2 separate regions of the Mus musculus genome follow, and region 2 is linked to region 1. The links are chromatin contacts, called in public HiChIP or PLAC-seq maps. All regions are on one chromosome and are shown on one strand. The core of a region is the stretch at or near the end of the contact, and the rest is flanking DNA. Distances in the headings are between cores, read along the strand shown. Region 1 holds the start of Tgds (TDP-glucose 4,6-dehydratase). Region 2 overlaps Abcc4 (ATP-binding cassette, sub-family C (CFTR/MRP), member 4).

The links. HiChIP or PLAC-seq counts read pairs in DNA pulled down with a chosen protein or histone mark.
Region 2: an H3K27ac HiChIP or PLAC-seq map of trophoblast stem cells shows a contact between it and region 1, with 3 times the contacts expected there. The contact joins the enhancer-like site here to the promoter of Tgds in region 1. A contact is called at or near these places in 3 of 39 promoter capture datasets (the HPC-7 cell line, neural stem cells and pre-B cells), 5 of 115 datasets of contacts at active chromatin or transcription factors (extraembryonic endoderm stem cells, memory CD8 T cells, pancreatic cancer cells and 2 more) and 2 of 9 other capture datasets (liver and pancreatic islet).

What each region holds. Positions count from the first base shown.
Region 1 is chr14:118,128,764-118,136,040 of GRCm38.p6, forward strand. Tgds (TDP-glucose 4,6-dehydratase) reads right to left here and starts at 4,002. Exons shown (of 12, transcript NM_029578.3): 1 at 3,881-4,002; 2 at 1,844-1,910. The coding sequence starts at 3,966.
Region 2 is chr14:118,656,588-118,664,298 of GRCm38.p6, forward strand. All of the region lies in intron 3 of Abcc4 (ATP-binding cassette, sub-family C (CFTR/MRP), member 4), which reads right to left. Among named protein-coding and RNA genes, the nearest start is that of Gm52104, 18 kb to the left of the region's middle. Within about 2 kb of position 1,929, at least 118 of the 459 cell types and tissues checked have an H3K27ac peak or open chromatin away from gene starts, as enhancers often do. A contact at or near this core is called in the HPC-7 cell line, extraembryonic endoderm stem cells, memory CD8 T cells and 2 more, where this site is marked.

The sequences.
Region 1 (7,277 bases), core at 2,752-5,251:
TGGCACATATAAGTAGCAGACGTGCAGCCTGGTCTTTATGTGGCTCCCCCAGTGACTGGAATGAGGGCTGTTTCTGAATTTGTTGCCTGCCCGTGGATCCTATTCCCTAGTATGGCTGCCTTGTCAGGCCTCAGTACTACTCCTGCAATGACCGATTTATAGGGGCTTAGGGGAGGGCGAGAATGGGGGGAATGGGAGAAGGACCTGTGACAGGCGGGTACTAGGAGGAGGGGGGCTGATATTGGGGCGTTAAGTAAATAAATAGATTAATTAAAAAAGAAAGAAAGAAAAGCCGCTGCTTAAGCTCCCTTCAGCAGCTGTAGCTAGAGAAGCTTAGTTCTCAACAGGAAAGGAACAAGCACTTGAAGATAAAACTCCTGCTTTAGACATATCTTCTTCGGCTACCGTGGTAAATAGTGAATGTATTTGAAAAAGAGCTAGCTGAGACTGGAGAGATGACTCGGAGGTTACAAGCACTACCTGCTTGCCGTTCCAGAGGACCAAGCACGAGCTGCTGTTCGAGATGACCTGAGTTTGGTCCCCACCACCTACATCAGTGGCTCACAACCACCTGTGACTGCACTTCTGGTGTTCCAGATGCAAGACCTCTGGCCTTTGAGGGCAACTACACGCATAAACACATAGCCCACATGCAGAACACACACCCCCACCCATAGTTTATTAGTTTTTATTTTTATTTATATACTGTGAGACAGGGTTTCAGTATGTGCCATTGGCTGCCCTGGAATTCCCTATGTAGACCAGGCCGGCCTTGAACCCACAGAGATCCACCTGGCTCTGCTGGTTGTGGTTTTACACAGTAGAAGGATTTACTAAAGAGGCAGATATGCAAGAATCAGAAGTTAAGGGGTAGCCTGGGCTATACCTGGAGAGTGGGCCGGATGACTCAGTGGGCACAAAGGTACTTGCCACCAAGCCTGAACCCAGGAGTCACATAGGGAAGGAAAGAACTATCACCCACAAACGGTCCTATGATCTCCCTACATGCCAGCTATAGCTCACGGATGACCCTGCCCCCAAATAAATAAATGATATGGAAAAGAACTCTGCTTACCTCTTTAGAACATTAAGACGGGAAAAATATGCCGAGAGTTAATGACTATTCTTTGCCTGCACATTTTTTACCACTGTGTTTTATAAAAATAAGAAAACCATTTGTATCTTTTGTTCAAACTAAAGAATCATACTCTTTATGGAGACTTTAACCATGACTTCAAGACTGTCAAGACTAAATTATTTTCACTGTTTTGTTTGTTTGTTTGTTTGTAGACAGGATCTCATGTGCTCCTATGCTGGCCCTGAACTTGCTGTACAGTTCAAGGGTCACCCTAAAGTTCAGACCCTCCTGCCTTGACCTCCCCAGGGCTCAGATCATAAGCAAGTGTCGCAGCAACTGGTTTTCGTTATAGTCTACTGCTAAAAAGAAATATGCATACAGATGTTTCTGGGAGGTAGCAATTATAAAATCAAAGTTAATTTTACAAAGCCAATACCCTCTCAAAATAGTAATCACAAAATTATAGTATATATAGAATTTTTAAAAGGTAAAGCTTTTCTTTGGCTAAAAATACTGCACTTAAAAACATTGAGTTTGTAGGCTAGCAAAATAAAAGTTTCAAAAGCTTTGACCTAAGATTAAACACAGCACGAACACATGACAATGCAGACCCTGAGAGGCTGGGACGACCACAAAGAAAACACAGGAGGAGAATGTCTTGCCAGGCGCTACTCTTCCATTCCCTGGCACTGCTGCCTAAAGCTCCCTGGCTTGGAGGTAAATGGAGGTCGGATTTTAGCACACGAAGCTCATCTGCATACTTACCTTGTCTAGATTTACGATCATATAGTCGGGATAATCCTCTACTAGGGAGACAATCACATGGGACGCACTACAAGAAGACGAGATCTTTGTGAGTGGCAAGCATTAACCTCCCTCGATTCTTAACATCCCCTAAGCCGTGGCGTGGTGCGGAAATAGTAAGAGGTAACGCACCACACACAGGCACTTTTAACCCTATAAACAAACTCTTGTATCTTCCCTGTGCCACATAAAACTGCCTGGCACTGAGAATGAAGAAAAAGCAAGTTTAATCAAAGGATGGAACCCACACATGCCGTGAGTGTGAGCACAGGAAATGTAAAATCTGGTCGGGGTAACTGCACAAGTCCAGTTTGCTTTCCAAGGCCTGGGGTGGATTTATACAGATAACAAATGACAGCATACTCACTGTCATTTGCCTATGCTTACAGTGACTTCTGCAACTGCTCTCTTGGTACTATACTATAAGTTGGCTTGTGTAAGCCTAAAATCTCAGGAGGGCTCTGGACTAAACCCAGGTTTCCTAGATTAATGATAGCTGAGTTTGAGCTTGGTACTGACAGTGGTTCCTGGAACTCAGAGGACCCTGAAATGGAGCTATCTCAGTAAAAGAAACATATATATATATAAACATATTTTGGGCTCTGGGGAGTAATGGCTAGCACTGGCCAATTGTAAAGGTGAAGTTTGTTCTTGGTGAAAAACTTCACTTTCCTTCATTTTCTAGGACATTCTTTGTGAACAAGCCCTTCCATGCAAGTACATGCATTTCCCCACGTACACGTCTGTTAATTAAGTGAATCTCAGCTTCCTGCTACCTACTCTCAGCAAAGTGTCTGTGGATTTAAAAGGCCCACTGCATGTTCTTGGGCAGTAACCAAGACTCTCTGACCCCTCCCCATGCAGGAGACACTACAAGGACAGAACTTCCTGTGGATCGCTCACGCATCCATCCACTCAACTCTTACAGAAGACCTTCACGATATGGCCCTGACCTTTCTTTCTGTGGGAGCTTAATGAACATCAGTCTACTCTCACACAGTTTATACTCTAGAAGAAGGGCAAGGCCATAAACAAGTAAACACAAGTACTCAATGTAATTTCAGGTAGTGCTGAGTGGATGGGTGGCCTAAGGTGTTCCCATAAGCACTCTGAAGGTGATATGCGGGTAAATTAACAGCCTATGCAACTGCCTCAAGTCGGGAAGCAGCACTAACCTCCTGTGCTCCGAGAAGCCTGAGAGGGTTGTGGGCGAGTACAGAAAAGCAAGAGACTAGGTTGGGAAGCAGGGCTCGAGCACCCGAGTCTTCTAGATCGGATAAAGACCCTGGACTTTCATTACAAGTCTCACAGAAACCATGACTGTAAAACTCTATGCAGCTGCATCTATCTCACTTAGGAACACACTCTACAAAGTGTAAAGAAAACGCGCGAGATCAACAGGAGAGGGATAGTAGCAGTGTTCTAAGGAAAAGGAGGCAGGGAACAGAAGTCAAATTAAGAATAAGCTTTGACACAAATAGAAAGGACAGTTTCACGGTAGGTGGGTGTGAGCCTCAAACAGGTTGGGAATAACAAAGGATTTGTAAACAGTTTCTAAAAAAGAGAAGACAAGACAAAGAGTCCCATTACGATCGATCCTCACATCGTGTAGAGGCGAGCTTTTGGAAAGGCCTTCATCTGCTGGCCGGAGCTTTGTCAGAGAGCGGGAAGAAAAGGGAATGAAACTGATGTGTGCTTCTCAGAAAAGTGACAGGTGGTAAACACCCCCGGGCAGGTAGGGGGTGGGACAGCAGCAAGGCACTCCTGAGTTCCCCTTTTTGTGGGGAAGGTGTTAAAGAAGTCGCATTTTCGAAGCAACCTCGTCTTGGCTGGCCAGAAAGTGAGGGAAACCGGATGGACATCCGGGCTGTGCATTGGGACCCTCCCCATAACGGATCTGCAAAGTCGTGGACCCGAAGTGCAAAAGACAAGGAGAACCGCAGGGCAAGGTTAGGATTTGTGGGGAGAAACTTCTCAGCCACCAGCACCGTTACCTACATGAAACCAGCACCCCCGGTCACCAGGACCCGCTTCGCGAAGCTGCCGGGAGGACCAGAACGCTCCTCCCGGCTCGCAGCGGACATCTTCAGCTCTGCAGAGCCAGCGCCGTAAAGCGCGGCGTCTGAAGAACCGAGGGAAGCAGCTTCACGACGCTTTACGACATGCCCCGCCCCCGACACGTTCAAAGGAAGTCGCAGAGGCTTCCGGGTTCTCCCAGACCCCAAAAGAGGGGCGGAGCCGGCAGTGGCACTGCGCAGGCGCGCACTCTCTAGCCCATAGTCACCAGCTAGGAGAAATTAGGGTCATTGGTACTAGGGTCTGGAATATTTTCTAAGCAAGTGTCACCAGCATGGATTACTACTATAGGTGCTTAGAAATTCGGAGTTATGAATCGATGCCTTCATTTTTGAACTTCAGCTATGCTCATAGACTAACACCCAGCTGAGCAGAATCCTCTAGAATGTATGCAGTATGGAAATGGAAAGTTGCATTGCAAAATTATGTTTCACTGTTGTAAATACTGTCACAAAAGGCGAAGGCCGCTTGCAATCATGATAAGTAAGTTTTGCAGAGTTCCCTGGAAGGTTTTACTCTCTTCTCTTGTCTGCTCACTGTGCCCCAATCCTGGTCCTTCTTGCTCTTATTTATATTACCAGGTGTTCTTCCCTGGTCTACCTGCCCTTTCCTCGGATGTCTGACTAGTGTTTACCTCCTTCAGTTCTCAGTTTGAGTGCCATCTTCCTATTAGAGTCATTCCTTGACTCTAACCATGCAGAACCATTTTTTTTTTTTTGTTTTCTTCTTATCATTCATCAACAAATTGGCCACTGATGTAATTTCTCACTGTCTCTGCTCCATGGAGGTAAGGCCATTCATTTCTCTGGGACCAGATCTATCACACACTCATCAACAAGTGGGCTTATCATATGATTGCTCACTGCTGTTTATATTATAGTCTGCTGCTTTCTATGAATTCGGAGGCTCTACCAAGTGGGAGTGATTAGAAGTCATATTAATTTTTTATGTACCGAGGCATCAAAAAAAAAAAAAAAAAGCCTGTCTTCAGTGAAAGAGAATAACATTACTGATCAAGAAGAAAGACATGAAGCCAGCAGGTGATAGCACACACCTCTAGTGCCAGCACCTGGGAGGCAGAAGCAGATGGATCTCTGAGTTCAAGGACAGCCTGGTCTACAGAGTGAGTTTCGGGACAGCCAGGTTACACAGAGAAACCCTGTCTCAAGCACACACACACACACACACACACACACACACACACACACACACGAGACAAAGGGAAAGTGCCTACAGTAATCAAAGCCCATGCTCTGCTTTTCCTTTAGAATCAACCTCACCCACGTTCTTGGTTTACCATTTACACAATTAAAGCTTTCAACAACTTAAACTTAGTAGGGTTTTATTTTATCAAACAATGAAAAACCTGGCAATGCTCTGAAAGAAAGGTTCAGAGAGCACCATCAAGAAACCCAGGCAGTCAATCTGTATAAACAAAGGCTGGAGGGAAGTGTGGCCCAGTGGTTAAGAACGCTAGTTTCTCTTCCAGAGGACCCAGGTTAGATTCCTAGCACCCACATGGTAGCTCACAACCTTCTGTAACTCCAATTCCAGGGTATTGGAAGTCCATGAGCACTGTGCCCATACGGTACATGTAAACAAGAGTCCTATACACAAGAATATAAATCTCGGAAGTAATGGTTAGGAGAGACTTTACAGGTTATGGATCTAATTGTGCCTTCTCAAAGGGAACAATATCTCTCCCACATACAAACATAGTTGGTCAGTTGGGAGCATGCTGGCTGGCTAAAGCTGACTAAGTTAGGTTGCAGTTCTGATGTAGCAATTCAAAATACTGGGGACAGTCTCCAGGCAAATTTAGTTTAACTCTACATATATTTGCAGAGGCTTATCTGAAAATATCCACTGGAAAATATTAACAAAGGCTACATTTCAGTATTGGGCATAGGCAAGGAAATTGGGAAGTCACAACTTAAAATGTTGCTCTATACACTTTTGGCTATGAGTTCTTCTAAGCTGCTTGCTCAGTTTTATTTCCTCAGGTGAAGGAATGGGATGAGAGCCATACCCAAGTCGCACGAATACATGGCTTGCCTGAGACCAGCACATTACTTTCTCTGTTCTAACCATCCCTTGGCCTAGGCTTTCATACCATCTAATCTTTCAAGCTGACTGGTTTAATCCAGTTTCTCTTGGCTTCTAACTGAATTGCATTGCTTGGCCTCATACTACCTTTGACAATCTGTTCTAATCTCCGGGTTCCTTCTCATTCTCTCTTCACCCGTGTCTAACTTGTTCTCTCTGAAACCTGTCTTTGTAAAAACTGTCCTGGTATAAAAGTGCTCTGTCTCTGTCTCTCTCTCTCATTGCCTCCCTTTCCTGTGCTGTCTTGAGTTCATTGGACATATCCTTTCTCTGACTCATCTGTCAAATCTTTCTCTGATTCATCACTTTGTCTGCCCATCAATTAGGCATCACTTTCAAACATGGCTGTTTCCTCCTAGGAACTAACTTTACCTACATTGTTAGGGATTAAAGGTGTGCACTAAGGTGTCTGTATTTCAGGCAAATGATACTTTAATCAGAGCATATCTGCATTCCAGCCAGATCACATAGATCTAGAATGTCTTTAGATGTGAACCCTTGCTAAAGCAGCCATGTTGCTGGATTAAAATTTCTCTACATGCATGAATTACTCTTATATTTAAAAATAATTAGGATAAAAATTAAAAGTCTCAAAAATACGAATACCCTTATTCTGGGAATCCAGAAGCGCCGAAACTGCTGTTGATGGGGCTTCTTTATTTAAGATGAAGTATGTGGTGAGGACATGCTTTTGTGTTATAAAAAAACATCTTGTTGGATGAAGATAATTTGTACGAACTTATTCGTGACACAATTTTGAGTTGCTGCACTCACCACCTCTGACCATCTTCATCTTACAGTAGAGTGAGAAATTCAGATGAGCTGGAGGTCATTTACAGAATTTTGTGGTAACTGACCTGGTAAGGAGTAAGGTGTTCTGGTTGCACTGAAGTCTGATACAGTCTGAACGTGTCAGAAGGGCTTCTTCGAGTGTGTTGAAAAAGGAGAATCTAGAAAAAAAAAAAAAAAAAAAAAAAAGAGCAAAGTGAAGCAAAGGAGAGGAACCGTAGAAAATACTCCAGCGAAGGATTTGCAAATGTCATCGACACAGGGGTTTAGGGTGGGTATGGAATTGATAGGGTTAAGGATGGGTGTTGTGATCATAAAAAGAGAAAGAGCTCTAACTATATGTTCTGGTGGAGTGCGGGGGAAGGGGGAAGCCTCAGCGGGCATCCCCTTCCCTGGAGGGACCAGACACACACTGGTAAAGTAT
Region 2 (7,711 bases), core at 679-3,178, 530 kb after region 1:
GATCTATTAACTATACAGAAAGACATTCTACTTCAATGGAAGAGTTACAGTGAAGGTCACAAGGTCATCAGACCCCAGGGTCTCAGGCTCCTTTTCACACCTGTCACCAAATCAGGACGCACAGAGGAGTCACACAAGAGTCACACAAGAGTGCCTGACACCGTGATCACAGTGGCTGGATAGAGCTCACTAAGACAGAAGCCTGAGAGTCAGGGAGGCCATGCTGTTCACACAGAAACCTGGGCCAGGACAGCTTGGGCCAGAGCACGCTAGCCTGGACCCTTCACCAGGAGCCCAGGGGTAACTCTTTCCACTTTGCCTGAGACTCCAAATGCAGGCCTGCAGTTGTCGTCTGCTGCACAATTCTCCTGACTGGGTGTGAATCGTGGACCATGAGAGTGTCAGAGAAAACAACAGAAGGCTTGGTAAATACAGGAAAAGAGGTAGCCACTAGAGGCAGGTCTCCTTTGCAGAATCATCTGTGTGTCTGTCCCAGCTGGGTTGTGCCTTCTAACAATCCCCTTAAGTTTATGGGCTCTTGATGGGTCGGTGTTAGCCAATGCCTTACCCTCCTCCAATGAGCTGGAGGATTAGAGAGGTCTAATCCCAACCCTCACCTAGGAAGAAACAATGAAGCAACTACAAAAATGCTTGTCAAACTTCTAACTGAACAGAATTAAGCTTCCTGGGACCTGGGGAAGGGACAATGAAAATGTACTGAACTTTCTCCACGTATTGATACAAGCCTATAACCCCAGAACTTGGAGGTGGAGGCAGGAAGATAAGAGTTTGGAGCTAACCTGAACGACACAGAAAAGGCTGTCTCAAAGGAAGTCCTACCTTTATCTTACATTCCATTCTGTGCCCTACCCAAAAAGCTTCCTGCCCTTTGTCACCAAAACGTTCAGCTGAATTCTCATGAAAGTGCTAAGAGTCCAGGTCCACACTGTCACCTACAGAATTTGGTTAGAACCACACAATCCCGTCTCCCAGACTCCCCACCCCATTTATAAAGAAAAAAGAATTACATACACAGGAAAAAAGAAGTTAAAAAAGTTTTAACTAAGTTTACAATTTTGTGTTGGGGCTCAGGCATAGTTATTCGGAGCTACGTGGGGTACGAGGCCCAGGTTTGGACACCGCTGTGTGGGCCTCTGAGCCCCTGAAGGCAGCTATTTCTCAATGGCGCATTTGGTCATCAGCCTGCATGCATCACTTGGCACTTGGGCAAACCGCTCTGCTTTGCAGAGTAACTTACTACACAGGGCTTGATGGGACATTGTCCCCACAGGGCCTGGGGCCTCTTTCATGTTCCTTTGGGACCTGAGATTCTTCCTGTCCAATTTCACAGTCCCTGATCTTTGTCATAAAAAGGAAAACAAAGAAGCTGTCAGAGAAAATCATGCTGTAGTGAAACCCAAACATAGAAAACAATGAACCTGTGGGAGAAGGGAGTGGGCGGCAGACTTAAAGGAGGGAACAGGAAACGAAGCTTTAGTGGAGAAAGATCAGAGACAATGGGAGTACAGCGGGTCTGGGGAAAGTGTCAGACCAAGATCTCCGAGATGCATGGTCGATTCGCCGTGAGACCACAAAGCAGGTGGACACGCATAAGCCACTAATCACAGATTCCAGTGACAGGGAGTGTGGGGCCTGCGCGTCCCTAGCATAGGAGGTTCCTGAAAGCAGAAACCAGCCACGGGCGAGCATCACTACTGTCTACCCCGCCCCGTCCCTGGATGAGACGGATGATGCTGGACATGCTGTGTGGAAATTTCGAGACCATGGTTGGTTTCAGTGAGGAATGCTTCCAGACGGCGTGCATCAAACAAGAGCACACAGGAACCCAGAGGTTCCAAAACCACAAAGCAAAAGCACTGCAGCTCAGCCCAGCGGGGGAAAGTCAACGTTCAGGAAAGCACTGTGCTCATTAAAGGAAAAGATGATTCATAACTAGCTGCTCAAGTGACCTCTAGCCATTGAGATGTCTCACTGGGTAAAAAAGGGCTTGCCTTGCAAGCATGGTGACCTGAGTGTGACTCCTGGAACCCATGGAGGGAGGAGCACACTGACTCACAAAAACTTTCTCTGACCTGAGCGCGCTCACCTGTACACACGTACACAAACACACAGACACACTATTTAAAAGGCTTTAACACGATCATCTCTTAAAGGGGAATAGGGATGCAGCACAGAAAACAAGAACAGCAGCCTTCTTCAAAAATGACCTCTTATCTGAGCCAACAAAAAGCTCATCGGCCTCAGTGGAGAACGTTAAAGAACCACTCGCAGCCGGGCGGTGGTGGCACACGCCTTTAATCCCAGCACTCGGGAGGCAGAGGCAGGTGGATCTCTGAGTTCGAGGCCAGCCTGGTCTACAAAGTGAGTTCCAGGACAGCCGGGACTATACAGAGAAACCCTGTCTTGAAAAACCAAAAAAAAAAAAAAAAAAAAAGAACCACTCCCAATTTGAAAACTAGTTTTAGGAGAAAAGTAGTAAGAAATTCCCTTGCTTTTTCTATACATCCTGTACCCCGGGGTAACCTAAAGGCTATCCAGGGCAGACATGCCAATTATGAGAAGATTCGAGCTAATAAGATAATTGCCACGTCACCATGATGTAGCCAGCCCCCCTTCATCATGAACATCTCCTAGCATCACACACATGGAAACAACAAGCACATGCTAGGTCCTTTGCAGTGATGGTAGCACACAGTAGATCCCTTGCAGTGATGGTAGCACACAGTAGGTCCCTTGCAGTGATGGTAGCACACAGTAGGTCCCTTGCAGTGATGGTAGCACACAGTAGGTCCCTTGCAGTGATGGTAGCACACAGTAGGTCCCTTACAGTGATGGTAGCACATGCTAGCTCCCTTGTAATGATGGTAGCACATGCTAGGCCCCTTGCAGTAATGGTAGCACACAGTAGTGATAGTACACAGCATTGCAGATTAAGTCATACTGCAGGGTCTGGAGAGTCACTTTACTTCTTATCTACAACTCCTGGTGGCAGGGAACATGTTCAATGACTCAGGAGGGCAATGCCACTGGGCCAACCCAGGCGACGGGAACCTCCGCTAAACAAGCAAATCAGTGCTCTCAATTTCAAAAACAGCGAGACAGTAAACGTAACTGCAGAGTGAGGGGCAGACCGGGAAATAAAAAGAATCCAAAGCCATCTTTGTCAACGAGATGCACCTCACTGGACCAGTCCACAGTCTAGGAAAAACGGTGTTTGGGAATTGGGCTGGCAGCTAAGAGTGCATGAGGCCCGTGCCAAGGGTCTGAGCTCAAGTTCCAGCAGCCAGGTAGGGAGGTTCACAACCATCTGTACCTCGTTACGCCCTCTTCTGACATCTGCTGACACTGTACACATTGGACACACACCCACACTCACGTGTATACCTATAAACATAGTCACAAGAAAAGATACATCAAATGAATGAATGAATGAATGAATGAATGAATGTCAGGTACACTGATGCCTGCCCTGTACTCCCAACTACCTAAGATGCTGAGGCAGAAAGAACACTTGAGCCCAAAAGCCCTAGTTGGCAACAGAGTGGTATTCAAAAGAATCAATAAAATATAGGTCAAAACCCTAAGAGAGGGAAATGAGCTATGGCTAGACACGCTGTCTGCACAGACTTGAGTTAATGCGTCTGCAGGCAACGGTGCTGACACTCCACAGGGAAAGCTCAGCTCTTAAAGGTACAAATTGAACTGTTCTTAGATAACAGGCGTGATATGTGGGAACGGCTTCAAAACGGAGCAAGCAGGGCCCTGGGTGACTCAAGTCTCAATGTGAGCTGATAAGTTACAGGTGCGTGGCTTAGAGACAAGCAGGGCCTTCTGATTCTGGTCGTGTGGCTTTGGAATGTTCCTAAAAGCCTAAAAAAGAAAATGTCCCATGACCCTTGGCCCTGACAGCAAGCAGCTGAGCAAGAAATCAAACAGAGTAAAGACAAGCAAGTTCCCTCCTCCCGCTGTCCCTCCGAGGAGTGGGCACAGGAGAGTTAAAACCCCTTCTGAGCCGACCACCTGCAGCCGAGGTCATCTGCCTCCCCTGGAGGTGTGAGAGAGGCTGCCTCAGTGCCAGAGGGAGAGCCTGGCACACTCAAAGCTATGTGTTCAATCCTCTGCACAAAATGTTCAAAAATTAAGCTGAATTCAAAGGCCTGAGGAAACACTGTAATTAGTGGCTAAGACATCAGCTTTCACAAATGGCTTTCAAATCCCACTGCTTGCAGACAGTCTTAGCAGAACACAAGGATTGTCAAGAGATGTTAATTTATGAAAGCAGAGTTTCCTGGGCATTGCCTGGAGAACCCCATTTGAGGATAGTGTCTTAATGGCTGGTCTCAATCTCCTACCATTATGAATACAACCTTTCTCCAGTGAAGCAATGGATCCTCTGACTTTTTAAAGAAAGTGTTTAAAAGCATTTTCTCTGGGTTCTCACTCAGAGTCATCACTGTCAACACTAAATAAGCTAGTGTCAGAGTGTCCAGGAACCCACGGGGCACACACAGCTGACCACACCTGCTTCCCAAGGCGTGGTCCACCTCTCCCTGCCTGGGTCATCTCCCTCTTGGTCTCTATCAATGGCCTCCTAGGTTGAGCTGAAAGTTGGAGCCACTTGGAAAAAAAGAGCCAGGAAATGCATCCCTGGACACATCTCAGGAATCAACCCCAAGCAAAGGCACAGGCAGAACTGACTGCTGACCTCTGACCTTGGATAAGGGCAGGGTTACCTCAGATGGCAGCCTCCAGGATCCCCTATACTCCAGTATCCACCCAGACGAGCGACAGTCAGGGGGAAAGCCTTGACCATGTTAGCAACAGTCTCCAACACCATCTCCAGAAGGTCCAAAGCTCTCTTCTGGCTTCCATGGGTACTACATGCATGTGGTACACAGACAGACAGGCAGACAGACGAAACACTCATGCAAATATAATAAAAGTAAACCCTAAAAAGAGAAAAGTCCTCAGGCAGTGGGCCGAACACTCAGGAGGCAGAGGCAGGCAGATCCCTGAGTTCAAGGCCAGTCTGTTCTCAAGAGTGAGTTCCAGGACAGCCAGAGTTACATAGAGACACCTTGTCTTAAAACAAACAAACAAAAACAAACAAACAAACAGTCTTGGCCAAAGGCCAACTTCACAGATGAAGCTGGCAGACTATATAGACTATAAACATATATATATATATAGACTTAAACAGCTGGAAAACTGGCTCAGCGGTTAAGAGCACTGACTGCTTTTCCAAAGGTTCTGAGTTCAAATCCTAGCAACCACATGGTGGCTCACAACCATCCATAATGAGATCAGATGCCCTCTTCTGGGGTGTCTGAAGACAGCTACAGTGTAGTTAACGTATAATCAATAAATAAATATATATATTAAAAAAAAAAGACTTAAACAACCATGCCGTGCCTTGCCCACGACTGGCTCCACATGCAGGAGAGTCCCCTGAGGCTCCTTTGATGCCCCCAACTTCACTCTCCCACAGGCAAGACACCTCATAACTCAAAATCCAGGCCTGAATGACGTGAGGAGGCAGGCTGTGCAGACTCTCCCTTTACAGTAAGGCTCCAGATGGTGAGTCATCTCTGTCCCCATGGCACTTCCTAGGAGGTGCACACAAGGGACAGATTACGGGGAACTCGATGCTCCGAGCTGGCTTTCTCTGACCTGCACGGGTGTGTTCCAAAGTCACGATCATGCTGGTTTCTCCACAGTCCTCAGCTTCACAGAAGAACATGGAGCACCACCTAGAAATCCCACGCAAGGCTTCTGCACCAGTTCCTCGCCACCTTTTCTCTGGCAGAGCTCCGTTAGCACCTAGGGAAGGCCCGGCTGGGGTGGGTGGCTCACACAGCTGTGCTGTCTTCCTAGAATAATTCCTTGTGCTATTGAGGCACCAGAGAGACAAGATGCCACACTCCGTTCATCCTTCCGCTCTCTAAAACTCAAAAGTCCAGCGGAACAACACGGAGCCGAGATCACTAAATGAGAAATCGCCTCGTAAAACCAGCTGTTAATCTAACAGCTCACCCCATGTGGCTCACACAACCTGTGAGGGTTAATAGTGACTGACAACCCGACGGGATACAGAATTACCCAGGAGACAAACTTCTGGGCAAGCATGTGAAGACAGCAATGAGCAGAGAGCTGGGTTCTTCAATCTGCTTTCTGACTATGGCGCAATATGACCAACTGTCTCCTGTTCTAGCCAACGCGCTCACCATCCGTGATGAGATATGTGCTCCCTCAGACTGTGAGCGGTACTACCAAGCCGGAGTAAGCACTTCTGCCTTCGTTTGCGTTTGTCAGGAACGGGATCACAGCCATGCATAAAGGAGCACGTATAACAGGTGTAACCTTAAACATCATCCAAACGTGGTGTCTTGGCTTTCAGAGACAGGCTTCACTCAGTAGCCCAGGCTGACCTGCAACTCTCTTTTCCTCTTGCTCAACCTCCCAGCTAATTGAGTAACAGGCATTTGCCACCACACCCACCCTATCCATCGGGGCGTGGATTTTGAAACGTGACTGGATCACTGCTAGCTACCCCATATAAAATTATCTCTGACTTCTCCAAATCAGCAGCGTCAATAGGCCAACCAGTCCATGAAAATGAAAGTATTTGTATTAGAAAGCCCGCTTCCTTTTGCTGGCAGGGAGTAGGAAGAAAGAAAGGTTTTCCTATCCGAACACAAATGACTCTTAGCTCCCCAGATTTCAGTGCATTAGAAGGTCTGCTAGTCGTCATGGTAGAGACACAATGTCACTGTGACCTCCAGGACTGGTCACCGGGTCCATCAAGGGAACGAAGCATCCATGCCCAGTATTAGATCATAAACCAACAAAGACCTGATCTAAAGGCAGGGCAAGGGAAGAGGTCTGACAGGGAAAGCCTGCCCACACCAGCTCCCACACTGCACTACCATACCCATCATCCTAATCCCTAATGCCTGGACTGACCCGGCAGGCCAACAGGACGGAGCGTCAGAAGCCAGAGCAAATGAGCTGCCCTCAGTAGCAGTTGATCTGGGTCCCAGCAAATGGCACATACTCTGTGACCCTGGGCTCATTAAAAAAACAGAGCTGTCAGCCTCTGCCCGGGGCATCAGGGTCTCCTAATCGCACTGCCATCCCAGATCACACCAGTCCACTCCAGTCGCTGAGTGCAGTAACAGGGGGTGCTGAACAGGTATGTGAGACAACCACAGGTGGTGATGGGTGTCCAGCTGGACACACCGCACTGACACACTGATTCACCAGTCACAGCCACTTTCCTGTACTGCATATGACTTTGTGACCCCAGGAGACACTGTAACCTGGACCGCATCCTAGTTGACAAACTCATGTGCCACCACTGCCCCGAGGCCATCTCTGCACCATTATCCCTAGGCTAAGATCAAACAGCAGCCACTTGGGATGCTAAGGGCAAAGTTTTTGACCTTAGTTAGATCAGCCCCAGCCTAGAAGGCCTGGGCTCATCTCAGAGCGCCTGAAACAGAAACTCAGCTCTTTCATTTATTTCTGGGGTGGCCCTGAGCACGAGAAACTGACAAGCTCGTAGTGAGGGACTGACTGATACTAAGAATACCTCCTACCTCACCCAGTTCCTAAAAACTGGGATAAAAGTAGCATCTTGGATAAAGGGCGGACACGTGGTTCAGAGCTTTCTATTACTACCAAACTACCT